2 separate regions of the Canis lupus genome follow, and region 1 is linked to region 2. The links are chromatin contacts, called in public Hi-C maps. All regions are on one chromosome and are shown on one strand. The core of a region is the stretch at or near the end of the contact, and the rest is flanking DNA. Distances in the headings are between cores, read along the strand shown. Region 1 holds the start of BTG1 (protein BTG1). Region 2 has its middle 290 kb from the start of MIR8840.

Evidence for each region. A called contact is a pair of places that touch in the nucleus more often than the background predicts.
Region 1: a contact with region 2 is called in a Hi-C map of amygdala, with 5 times the contacts expected there. The contact joins the promoter of BTG1 here to the enhancer-like site in region 2. A contact is called at or near these places in 2 of 9 Hi-C or Micro-C datasets (amygdala and blood).

Annotation. Positions count from the first base shown.
Region 1 is chr15:32,949,848-32,952,763 of UU_Cfam_GSD_1.0, reverse strand. It overlaps BTG1 (protein BTG1), which reads left to right and starts at 1,255. Exons shown (of 2, transcript XM_038558635.1): 1 at 1,255-1,726; 2 at 2,523-2,916. The coding sequence starts at 1,579. The coding sequence ends at 2,890.
Region 2 is chr15:32,481,242-32,483,976 of UU_Cfam_GSD_1.0, reverse strand. No RefSeq gene overlaps it. Among named protein-coding and RNA genes, the nearest start is that of MIR8840, 290 kb to the left of the region's middle. Within about 2 kb of position 1,341, at least 2 of the 20 cell types and tissues checked have an H3K27ac peak or open chromatin away from gene starts, as enhancers often do.

The DNA of each region.
Region 1 (2,916 bases), core at 6-2,505, 470 kb before region 2:
CCCTCCGCTTTGCAACATCCTCCTTTTGCTTCATTTCTATACCCGCTGGCTCAGTACTTAAAAACACAGACACACACACACACACACAACTCCAAGTGGTGTGTTTTGCAATATTGATGACCAACTCAACTCAGGATATTTATTTCCATCTGGTGGAGTCCAACTTCTGCCTCTTGTTTGCTTCCTCCATCTGCCGGGACTCACCATCTCCCTTTTTCTGCCCCCTCCTCCTTAACCGAGTCAGGCTTAACCCTCTCCTGGGCTTAATCATTTTAGCAGGCTCAGCCCTAGTACAACAGTCCTTTTTTTTTTTTCTTCTTCTTTTTTTTTTTCTTTTCTAGTTTCGCCAGTAGGGTTTCCAGTAAACTCAGATGCCTACGACTAATACTTTGACAAGCTCCAAATTCACTATTTATTTTTTTCTGTTTTTCTAATGAGCAGCAGCACTCTAAGGGCCCCACAGTTATTTGGACTGGATGGGGGGGAGGGGAGGAAGAAGAGCAGCCAACCTTTGGTTAGGGTATAAACGGTGTAAAAGGCATCATACTGCCTCCCCACCCCCCAATTCCGCTTAAACTTTACGGGCGCCGCGTCTACACGGATCTGGGGTGCCGGGCTCTGCCGGCGGCGCGGGGCCGGATTCCCCAAGGTCCGCGCTCCTCTCCTCTGCGCCCCGAAGTTACGGCGGCCGCAGCCCGACGCTGCCCTTTTCTGTATTTTGCAGTCAGACCTTTACGGAGCCTTCGCTCCGCGCCTCCCCTCCGCCTCCGCCTCCGCCTCCGCGAGCCCGTGGGCGCCCGGCCCCGACCCCGGGCGGCCGCCGCTCCTCCGGGTCCGCACCTCCGGCGCCCGCGCGCGCGGACCGGCCGAGCCCCGCCGCCCCCGGCCCCGCGCCCCGCGTCCCGCAGCCGCCCCAGCGGGGGGAGGAGCGCGGCCCGGGGCGGGGCTTTCACTCGCGCACCCGCGCTCGGCCCCCCGCCCCCGCCCCCGCCCCCCGCGTCCCGGCCCAGCCCGCCGCCGCCGCCGCCGCCGCTCGGGAGTTTATTTGTTTACAAGCGGATTACGTCAGCCCCTCCCTCTCGGCCGGGCCCCGGCCCCCGCCCCCTGCTCCCTTTGCCCGCCCCCTCCGGCTCCGAATCCGCTACGTCACAATGGTGCGATCTCCGGATTGGCTGCGGCCGGCCGTCCCCCCCCCCCCGGCTACGCCACTTCCTTTCTCGGCGCTATAAAAGCTACCGCACGGCGCCTGCATCTCTTCGCCCCTCCGAGCTGGAAATGCAACTGTCGGGAGCTTCGGAGGCTGCGGAGCTGGACGCGGAGGCGGCTGGGGAAGTCCGAGCGATGTGACCAGGCCGCCGTCGCTCGTCTCTTCCTCTCGCCTGCCGCCTCCTGTCGTGAAAATAACTTTTTTTTTTTTTTTACTATAAAGGAGAGAGAAAAAAAAAGTAGCTGCCCGCCCCTCCCGCCCTCTGTTCCTCTCAGCCCTGTGAGCCGCGAGGGAGCCCGGGGTGGCCGCTCCGCCGTCGGGGCCGCGCCGCCGAGCCCCGGCCGCCCCGGGCCGCCCCGCCCGCCGCCCCCATGCATCCCTTCTACACCCGGGCCGCCACCATGATAGGCGAGATCGCCGCCGCCGTGTCCTTCATCTCCAAGTTCCTCCGCACCAAGGGGCTCACGAGCGAGCGACAGCTGCAGACCTTCAGCCAGAGCCTGCAGGAGCTGCTGGCAGGTGAGGCGGCCGCGCCGGGCGGGCGGGGGGGCGGGGGCGCGGGCGGGAGCGGCCCGGGCCGTCGGGGCGGCCGCTAACGGCGGGTCCCGGCGAGGCCCCCGCGGCGCCCCGCGCCCCGCGCCCCGCGGCCGGCCCTCGGAGGGGAGAAGGACGGGCGCGCAACAAAGAAACTACGGCCCCCGGGCGGGAGCTGCGGCCCTCGGACGGGACAAAGGAGCTGCGGGGCTGGGGTTGCTCCGGCGCCCCCCCCCCCCCCCGGCCCGTCGTGCGCTCGGCGGCCCGGCCCGGGGTCTCCCCGCGCCCCCTCCGCGGCCCATTAATCACTGGGTTCGTCCCCGGCCGGGTTACAGCCCTGCCCGGCGCGGGGCTTAGGGCTGCTGGTTTTCCTCCCCTTCGGGGTGAACAGCCCGGCGGCGCCTCCGCCGAAGCCGTCAGGCCCATTGTGCGCGGCCGGGCCGGGCCCCCGGCTCCCGGGCCGGAGGAGGTAGAGGCTCCGCCGGGGCCGCCCCGCCGCCTCGACCGGTCGGTTCCTGGGAATGGGTTTGTCCCGCGCCCCGCGCCCCGCCGGGTGCCCTCTCCAGGCCCGCGCGCTCGCCGGCCGGCCCCGCGCACGCTCGGCCCCGCGAGGGCAACGCTGGGCATTTTTTTTTTTTTAAAAGTTGGTGGCTTCACATTTTTCACTTCTCAGAGGAGCCGGCGGAAGCGGGAAGAGGCTGCGGCGGGATGTGTAACAGTAACGATCTAAGTGTTGTTTCTCTGTTCTTTTCCTCCTCCTCCTCCTCCTGTCTTCCTATAGAACATTATAAACATCACTGGTTCCCAGAAAAGCCGTGCAAGGGATCAGGTTACCGTTGTATTCGCATCAACCATAAAATGGATCCTCTGATTGGACAGGCAGCGCAGCGGATTGGACTGAGCAGTCAGGAGCTGTTCAGGCTGCTCCCAAGTGAACTCACACTCTGGGTTGACCCCTACGAAGTGTCCTACCGAATCGGAGAGGATGGCTCCATCTGCGTGCTGTACGAAGCCTCGCCAGCAGGAGGTAGCACTCAAAACAGCAGCAACGTGCAAATGGTAGACAGCAGAATCAGCTGTAAGGAGGAACTTCTCTTGGGCCGAACAAGCCCTTCCAAAAACTACAATATGATGACTGTATCAGGTTAAGATATAGTCTATGGATGGATCATCTT
Region 2 (2,735 bases), core at 92-2,591:
TATAATTAATTGTTTAAGGTCTTACTGGCAGTAAAAATCAGAGTTGATATTTAAATGCAAATCTTTAGAATATAAATGCAATTATCTTTCCAGAGTAACATAGATGGCTCATTATATACATACTGTCTGCCCATTATTACTGGTGTATATTAAACAGGTATGTAACACACTCATGCGCATCATAGAGGAAAGATGGTAACTAGATTTATCATAGGGATAATTTCATAATGTATAAGAATTCTGAATCACTACAATGCACACATGAAACTAACAGGAGAATATTGTATGTCAATTGTATATTTCTATTAAAAAAAAAAAAGGCCAGAGTAGCCTCTAAACATAGGTCAGCACCTGTAAATGGGTACACAATAAAGCACATATGGGTATAAGACTGATTTTCTTGACTTGGCATTATGTATATGCACCCAGTAAAAGAAAGTTGCATTTTGGCCCTTTCCAAAGTGGCTTCTACTTGGAACAGAACACTGGTGATTTATTTTTGTGCCAGGAAGGATCAGATAATCTTAATTCATCATCTGTTCTTTTGCATTTACTTTAAATGGTTTTCCTCTCTTGAACTATAGATTGGTAACATTTACATTTAGTGCTTGGCATATAAAAATATTATATCATAGTCTAATTTCAACTCTATCCTATTTAGGTTACTTAATATTTGTCGTGTGTTAGGCATATGATAGGCATTCAAATATTTACTTTACTGAGTAAAGACTGTGTGATTATTTTCTCTGGAAGTAAGACCACTAAGTCAGTTGATGGGCTCCATCCAACCCACTGCAAATTATGTTGCTGATTTCAAATGAGTTCCATCCAGGCTATTCAAGTATACGTTTGCTTTGACTCTTTGGCACCTCTGATTTTATTGTATCTTTAGGATTTCGGGAAATCAAACCGAGTGCTCAGTTTAGCATATTCACTCCATAAATAGCTTCCACAATAAATGACAAAGCCTAAAAATTCATAAACTCCTCCATATAAAACAGGATTTATGACAGAGAATTCCAAAATTTTTGTTACTTATTTCAAATTACAATGGAAAATTCTCTCTGCTGAGTTTGCCCTTTCCACAACCATGAGGGCTGCTAACATAGGGATGCATCATTTTGGTTGGGCTTGTAATCTTTGATTCATTATCTTCAATTCTGAGAAAGCATGCCCGAAGTGGCGGGGAAGGGGCAGGGGGGTCCAATTTAATCACTGGAATAAGACAATGGCTCTAATCTGCAATCTCCTATTTTGTTACAACTCTTTGAAGACCAATTTCAATTTTAACTTGTCTGTTTTCCCTTCTCTCTCGGTACAAAGCTAGTTTGATTACGGGAGGAGTAGAAGTGATGGTGGTGGAGGTGGTGGTGGTAGAGATGGTGTGTGTGTGTGTGTGTGTGTGTGTGTGTAGGAGGTAGGGTGGTTGGGGGGAATGGGAGGCAGCATACATGGGCTGTATTGTCAATCTGCTTATAAACCTAACAGATTTTTTAGCTGAAATTTCGCCAATGTTAATTGTACATGCAGAATTCACACTGGGAAAATCTCCTTGGGAAAAAAAAAAAAAAAAGATGAAGTGCACAGCCGGCCTGTTATGTAAGATGTTTATTTTCATCCAATTCAACCCACCATAGGCAGAACAGAAAATAGGCCAGCGCTTCTGACCAGTGACATCACCTCATCATCAGGAAAAAGCAGGAAAGGCTGATCACCATATTGTTAGCAAAGAGGATAATTTTCTTCCACATTGTTTCTCTTGTGGAAACCCTTTTTCTGGAGATGGTGATCTCATCTCCCTTTGATGTTTATTTCTTCAGATTCTGTAATAACAGTGAAACTACCTGAATTTCAGTTCTTGCACAATGCACATAAACACTTATTTCCGTGGTTTTCCTCTGGATCTCCAAACTTTAGAAGATTGGATCATTTTAGCAGAACCTTGACCATCCTAAGGAGATTGTGGGGTGAGGAAGGATAATCATCTTCTTATTTAGTTTTAGACAGTATTTTATATAGTGTTGGATAATTTGTTTGCAGGATGCCTCCTTCACTTAGGCTGCTATGCTTGTATACTTAAGTAGATGAGCATTGTATTTATTTCATGAATACTAAGAACTCAGCGCACAGTTTTCTAAAAAGCGTTTTTTAGCCTTCATCATCTCTTTTAGAATATAGATAGTATTGCAATTTACAAAGAGCGAGGTAGGTGAAATTGTGTGTGTACGTAGTTATTTTCTATTCAAAATTAAAGGAAAACTAAAAACATGATCCTTGCTATTTTAGAAGTTGATTCAGCTATGCTTAAAAATACATCACAATAATACTACCCACTCTTGTTTTGCTTATGACAGCTTTGGCAAAATGTCTTTTCTCTGTTGAGGGGCGATCTTCAAGATGATTCTACTTTATCCACCTTTTCACACTCTATTTGCCTATTCTTGTTTCATTCTCCCTCTAGAGGAAATTAGTGGGTATTACAATTCAAACTTAAAAATCCAATATACCAGCAGGTCTAATTGAAATACAATCATAAGGATAATTCCTTGACTTCATTTATATTCCACTTGGTCCTATGGTCCTGGAAGCCATTATCTCAAGTAACTGTAATATTTCATCATCTTTTTCTCTAAGCTGGCATATCAGTATCTTAAGGGGTTTTATTATCATCATCATCATTATTATTTTTGAATAGCAAGGCCAGAATCTTCCTGGTGAAGACTAGTCTTATTAGA